Linked DNA regions of Zea mays: region 2 is linked to region 1. A link is a contact called in public Hi-C data. All regions are on one chromosome and are shown on one strand. The core of a region is the stretch at or near the end of the contact, and the rest is flanking DNA. Distances in the headings are between cores, read along the strand shown.

What was found. A called contact is a pair of places that touch in the nucleus more often than the background predicts.
Region 2: a Hi-C map of leaf shows a contact between it and region 1, with 6 times the contacts expected there. The contact joins the promoter of LOC100276479 here to the enhancer-like site in region 1. A contact is called at or near these places in 8 of 25 Hi-C or Micro-C datasets (bundle sheath, ear, leaf and 2 more).

What each region holds. Positions count from the first base shown.
Region 1 is chr9:80,111,001-80,114,675 of Zm-B73-REFERENCE-NAM-5.0, reverse strand. No RefSeq gene overlaps it. Among protein-coding and RNA genes, the nearest start is that of LOC118473357, 93 kb to the left of the region's middle. Within about 2 kb of position 1,710, at least 12 of the 20 cell types and tissues checked have an H3K27ac peak or open chromatin away from gene starts, as enhancers often do. A contact at or near this core is called in ear, leaf and seedling, where this site is marked.
Region 2 is chr9:80,423,422-80,427,096 of Zm-B73-REFERENCE-NAM-5.0, reverse strand. LOC100276479 reads right to left here and starts at 1,546. Exons shown (of 3, transcript NM_001150257.1): 1 at 1,415-1,546.

The DNA of each region.
Region 1 (3,675 bases), core at 461-2,960:
ACACGGTAGCTTCATAGTTGTACTCAGATCAAGAATAATTGTAGTAGTGTTAATAAGCAAACTGTTATGTAAATAAGATCCACAAGAACAATAAAAGTATGAAAGAAAATGAAATTTCATCAGATGCTAGAATATATTCATGAGTAGAAGATTCCACTATTCCAGACAGCTCCATCGATCTTTGTCAGCATACCGACCATAGATTGTCTGAAAATTACATGTAGCAGTGGTTTCTAGAACAACACTATGTACAAGTCCCTGGCATGGACAGAGGGCCAGCATGCAGGACATCAGGAACCACACACACGAGCGCAATTCTTATACTATGTAATACACCAGTGTTCTTATATGCTAATGTCTTTGCAACATGTACCTTACTTGCAGTAAAATTGATACATGTCACTACAACAAAATATACACATACAGCGTACACATATATAGGAGTACTATACATGCATGGATCTAGCTTGCAAACATGATATGATGATGTTGTACAAAATCTCTCCCTCATATCACAAAGACCAAGCTCTAGACTAGCTCTACCACCAGTAGCTAGCTCTCAAACGAACATGCTTTATCCATGCATGCATCATGCATGTTCAAACAAATACTCTATGGACACGTACATATATATTACATATGCATACGCGTGTGGATGCGTGGGTTGAATTCTAGGCGATGCCAGAGACCGGTCGCGCATACCCGCCGCAGTAGTCCGGCGTGGCGGTGGCAAGGGCCTGCTGCGTGCGCAGCTGGTCGTAGAACTTCTTGATGAAATCCTCGGCGTCCAGGTCCACCTGGCCACAGTCCCCGTCGTCGTCCCCGAGCGGGAACGGCGAGTCGGTGATCCTCAGCTGCCTGGCGTGCGCGGGCGTGCGGCCGAAGCTCGCCCACAGCGCCGGGGACGGCGTGGCCACAAGCGCGAGGGGAGACGGCTGGTCCGAGCTGTTGCCGTCGCCGCCGCTGAGCAGCTGCTCGTTGTTGTTGAGGATCTCGAAGGCCCTGGCAATGTCGGACGCGTCGTAGTTGTACCAGCCGGGCTCGGCGCCGTTCGCGCCGCGGTGCGTGCCGCGGCGGCGGCTGCTGTTGTTGTTGTTGTTGTTGCGGCGCCTGCGCTTGCCCGTGGGGACGAGGTGGAGGGACGGGTAGGACGGGGTGTTGCTGCAGCTGAACTCCACCTCGCGCGTGCCCCGCGGGTCGTAGACGGCGAGCGACGGGTCGTGGCCGCGGCGGCCGCACGAGAAGTGCTGCGGAGGCGGCGCCGCCTCAGCCGCGGCGGCCTTGTCGCTGTTGTGCCCGTGGGCGGTCATGAGGTTGCCGAGGGCCTTGCCGGCGATCTTGCCGCGGTGGATGAGGAGGTGCAGGTCCATGGCCAGCTTCCGCTTCGGCATGCCCTTGCGGAGCATGAACAGCACGGCGCGCACCACGCGCCACAGCCGCCTCGCCATGTTCGGCTCCATCGCCATCTCGATCAGTTCCTTGCGGCTGCTCGACTTAGATTCCTTGCGCTGATTTGACTTTCGAGATCGATCGAGCCGAGCGTGTTGGTTTTTGTGGTGAGATCGTGAGAGAGAGAGAGAGAGAGAGAGAGAGAGAGTAGTACTGGTTGCTTTGGTGTCTTGCGTTTTAGCACGAGTAGGAAGGATGGAGAGGTGAGGGGCTATTTAAAGCAAGGCACCGAAGGTACGTGTCTGTGACGATGGCTACTCGATGTGCGAAGTGGCTAATCAACTACTGGTGGGAACATGATTGGGCATTTGGGCCGCAGCCCACATCAGGGAACAGTAGTTTGACAAGCGGCACGGCGACCTCTCACTCCGGCCTCAAGCATTGCCGCAAGGAAAGGAGGCTTTGTTGAGTAGTCTCTTCATGAGGAGCCATCATCATGTCACTCATTAGCATGATCTATTGGATGCCAACATGTTGTAATTTCTCTGTCAAAATACAGAAAGAATAATAAAAACAGAAACAATGCGTCCAGGTTTTATTAACATATCCTGTTGATTTGACAATGGATCGAATTTTCATGTAATTCGTTTCCTATTCCATGAGAGTTGCAGACAGCTTCAGTGTCTAGCTGAAAGTAGCCAAAACACATGAGAAGGTTCCTTTTTGCCGTTCGGGAATTGTTTTTGAATTACCAGCCTTTAGCAAATTCTAATTTATTTATTTATTATTCGAATTTCAAAAACCAGTTGAACTTAAGCAGGTGAGTGAGAGACTCAAGTTTTCCATATCAATGCTTTAGCCCATTGCGCGACCCACTTCTCTATATAGGAGTTCTGTTACTGAGCTCCACTATATACTCCAAAAGCTAACTAAATTTAAAGTGATTGCACCATGGTTCAAACCTTTTCCTCGTTTATCAGCTACGTGGCACCAACCCCACAACAACAAAATGCTCTAAAGCAGATCAACTTACTAGTGCAATTATGGGCCACGCATGTCCATTTACTATGGAAGGGACACTTGTTGCAAAAAGAAGCTGCAAAGGTTAAGCATGGTATGCACCCCAGAGGTTGAAAACTAAAGATTCAAGTTAATTTATAATGTGTCCACATACAATTAATGTCTTAAATATGATATTGGGTTTTGTCGTACTTGAGTATTAGCACTACCAGTTATCTAGATGTTTTTCTTTCTATAAAGAAGTTATCTAGATGTTTTTTGCTTTGAGATGGATAAACATAATCATATAAGCACCATGGAGAGTACACTATAGCAGGAAAATGAGCACCTGTACTAAGCTAAAGACTTGCCCGAGTGGGCAAGCTCCAAAACAGCTTCCCATGAAACACGCCACGAAAAAACATAGAAATTCTCATAAACATATGAACATCTAGCAAAGTTGGTAGACTCCAATCATCACAACCAATAATAGAAATTGGATATTTTATATTCTCTAAAAACAATACTTACATTCGCTATTTTGAAAAATATATAAAGGTAATCCACAAATTGACAACCGAATTGTCCACTTTTTTCCATTATAAAAGATAAGCAAGATAATCCCTTTAATATCAAATTACTAACCTACATCATTATAACAAATAGTTAAAAGTAACACCAAAATTTGATTTTAGTTATTCGTATGTATCGTTCAAAAGATAATATGAAGTGATCCATTTAGTTGATGTTAAACCATCTACCTTTACTGGTATATCAATAAACTAAAACATCTCTCAAATCTGTGTCAAAGTATTCAGTAACCATAAAGTATGATACATACTTACATATTGTCGGCGTTTCGAACCCGGGGGTCCCTGGACCGACGAGTAAATTATCGCCGCGTGCCCCAGCCCAGATGGGTCGGCGCGAGACGGAGCGCGAAGGGGGGAAGAAGCCGGAGGGAGACAGGCGTACAAAGGGGGAACCCGTGGCCTTCGTGTTTGTCCCGCGCCCAGGTCGGGTGCGCTTGCAGTAGGGGGTTACAAGCGTCCACGCGGGAGGGAGCGAGCGGCCCTGCGCGAGCGCCGTCCCGTCCTTCTCCGCGCGGCCAACCCTCTGTAAGAGGGCCCTGGACCTTCCTTTTATAGGCATAAGGAAAGGATCCAGGTGTACAACGGGGGTGTAGCAGTGTGCTAACGTGTCTAGCGGAGGAGAGCTAGTGCCCTAAGTACATGCTATCGTGGCAGCCGGAGAGGTTTTGGCACCCGGTTTGTGTGCTGTCGTGGC
Region 2 (3,675 bases), core at 297-2,796, 310 kb before region 1:
ATTTGGAATGGAGGGAGTAAGATCTAAGAGAATAAATATGAGTTCAGAAGGAAAGACTCTGTCTTGGTGAACGGATGTCCAACTATACGTACAATCACTAAGCATTGCAAGGGAAAGCAAAAGATTCACATAGTTTATGCAATATTTTTTTTGACGGTGAATAGTTTATGCAATATTGTTTGCAAAACGAGAGAAATGTGGGAACATGAGACAGAGACAGTGATAACTGATAAGTTGAACATAAAAGGAAGCATTTCGAAGGCCAATAAGCCCATGTAACTGAAAACAGAATTCAATATCAATTTATGTGTTGCACTCATGGAGGAGTATTGAATGCATCTCTGCTTAGCCCCTTTCTTCAAGCAACAAGCACAATAAAGCATACATGGTAGCAATTTATGCTCTCAGCTACAGGAAGCAGTTTCCAGATCAGTATATGTTTTGCAGAATTCAGAAACAAGCTAGTTAACAGAATGTAAACTGAGTTATTGAGGCCCAAATGTAGACATCAGAAACATTCTTGTCAAACAACGGCATCTTATGTCAAAGCAAGCAGGTAGGACACAGACTAAGGGCTTGTTCGATTGCATGGAGATCAAAAAGGATCAAGGGGTATTAAATCTCTTTCCATTCATTTTTTTATTAGCAAGGGTTTTAATTCCCTCCAAATCCCCTTCAAACCACTGCTAACAGAAGAAATCACTCCTAACAGAAGAAGCTAGTAATATAGTACTAACTCCGTTCTCGAATATTTGTCGTCCATTTTTGAACTAAAACGCGACAAATAAAAAAATAGTGGAAATAGTAAAATATGAGCAGTTTCCAAAGGGGTCAAACTGTCAGCTGGTAGATTCCAGAAATAGGCAGCAAGCCGGACAGGATTTAGCAAGAATGATTGTAGAAATGTCACTTTCATCTTCATTGCTGGATTTGCAGCCTGGAACATTACAGGTCACAGCCACTGACCCACCCAAAGCCAAACGCAATGCTGCTTGAACCCCAGAAAAGGAACCTGCAATAATGGACTTACCGATCCACTTGTGCGGAACAAGCAAATTCAGCACAGAAACATCTCCAGACCGGCAGACCCTTGTCACATAGTGACAACTGCTGTCCACGAAAGTCCCCCTGGAGAACGAGCGAAGCAGAGTAGCAGACAGAGGAGGCAGATGTAACGCGGCGCGGAATCAGCTAAGCGAGCGGCGGGACACATTTGCGCGCTTGGCAGCGAGCGCGCAGGTAATCGCGCATGGATGCTACGCAGTACGCAAAATCGTCCGCGCGAGAGTCACACACTCGGTGGAGGCCCGATTCAGACCTACGAGATAAAGCGCCACGCGAGTAGTACGACGTTGGAGGGGGAGCGCAGCTCAGATGAGCGTCGAGGCGGCGGGCGGGCTAGGAAGGGACGAACCTGCTTGGTTCTGGCGGACGAGCAGCTGCAGGCGAAACGCCAATGGCGATGAGACGACAGCGAGGCCAGCGAAGAACGCGATGCGGTACGGGACTACGGGAGAGCGCGGCAGAGCGGCGGTGACTTCCGCGTGACCGTGGAGGACCGGCGTTGATGGATTAATGGGTTAGTTGGTGGTGGCGACGTGGTGGGTTGTGTCTGTGTGGTTAGATCTGGGACTTCAGCGTCGTGGGGAGGGGGCGCTGTGTTGGCGTTGGCCACGACTGGATCTGGCACTCGTGATGAGCTGCCGGCCTCGGCCGGGCGGCCGGACCGCTGCCTGCGGCGTGGTTGCGGTCGCGCCTTGGATTCGTCGCTCGTGACCCCCCCTCGTGCTCCTGCCGGCCCGCGTTCGCGACAGGCGTCGTACCTGCCGCTTAGCGCGTTGCACGGTGGATTCAATTATCGGTCTATTACTCTACTGTACGGTGGATTCAATTATCGGTCTATTACTCTACTGTACGGTGGATTCAATCATCGGTCTATTACTCTACTGTACGCTGCACGCCAACGCTTTGACAAGGATGGTACTGCGTGCGGCGTAATTATGTGCGTGTTAGTCACATCTTTCACGGGGTACTGACAAGAAAACAGGTTCACATCTATAGCATTTTTATCTTTCACAAATTAGAATATATTTGGTTGGACTATGACCATAAAAAAACTGTCATATATTGTGAGATACGAAAAAAATTGTTGTAAAATGTGAGCCGTAAAAAACAACAAATCGTTTAGTGGAAGCCATTAAAAATTCTTACATATATTTACAAGATTCTTTTGTCCGAAAGTTACTAAAATATGGTCTAGATGTGCTTTTAATTCTGCACTGCTCGAAAGTCGGCTTTTTGAAAAAAGTTGTTGGCTCAATTAGGTCTTTGATTTAGCTTTTGATTTTTGGGAGGCAAAAGTTATAGCTAGAAGCCAAACCAAACACACTCTTAGTTTCACTAGAATCATTAATGACTCATTTGGTTGCTGAGGATTGGGTGTGATCGAAGGACATATAATCCTTTTCTAAAGCCATAAAACCGAACAAGCCCTAATATTTTTTTAGATTTACTATTTTTTAACACTATCGTGACTTACATAGCAATTCACTATAATTTCTTCTTCTCTACACGTACCCCAACCTTAAGCTACTCATATGCCCACCCACTATAACCACTCCAACGCTGATCATGAGCATACGCCACACGCAGCTCCTCGCTGCCATGCACACCTCTTTTGACCTGCTCCGTCCTCCACTGCTTTGGCTCACAATTACAAGGATCTAGATGGCTATATGTGTTAATAACCTATAAAAATTCTATCTATAAAGTATATTTTAGTAGAGCAAAGTGGTTAATATAAAAATCATCCAAATAGCAACTACAAGCATCAGCTCTAGTGTTAATAGCTCTTAAAAACTCTCATGCTTAATCTCTACTACTCTTAAGCAAATAGTGTAGGCGTCCACACCCACGGTTCTGCCTCCCACTCCCACCCGCGACATCCTCCGCTCATCCCCACGTCCGCGGTCGCCCCCACAATCAACGGGATTGCCCCCGCGATCCCCTTCACCTCCCAGATCTCGTGCTCTCCATTCACCTCCCAGATCCTGTGCTACATCCAAGGAAGTGGTGATGGTCCGCGGCCACCCCCGCCCTCCCATTCCCCGGGATTGTTGGTCGTCGAATTCTAGGGGCCACGACATGCCCAACCTAAAGAAGCAATACGGGAGGTTCGTCTCCACCACGCCCTGCCCCAGGTGCTTCGACCTCCTTGCCATGGGGGAGCACAACGGACACGGTGGAGGGCACCCCAGTCTGCGCCCCGCGGCCGGACCACGGAGGAAGGCAGCCAACGACACAGTGGTGAGCTGCGACTTCGCTGTGCTCTCTGCCCCAAATCCCGCGCCGCCGCTCTATGCGCCTCCGCTCTGCTCCCTGCCCCTAATCCCACGCCTCCGCTCTGCTCGCTGTGCTCCCGCGCCTCGGCTGCCCTAATCACGCGCGCCTTGGATCCACAAGTCTCGCTCCAAAATCACGCGCGCCTTCCATAATCACGGATCCACATCTCTCGCTCCACGCCTTCCATAATCCGTGATGCTCCTCAAGTTTTCCAAAATCCCTAACCCTAAATTTCTTCTCTATCTATGTAGTCCCGGTCTCGGTCATCGGACCACAGAGGAACGACGAGGAGCTCGACAACCCGGACTCCAAGGTGTAGTCGCGCACCACCCA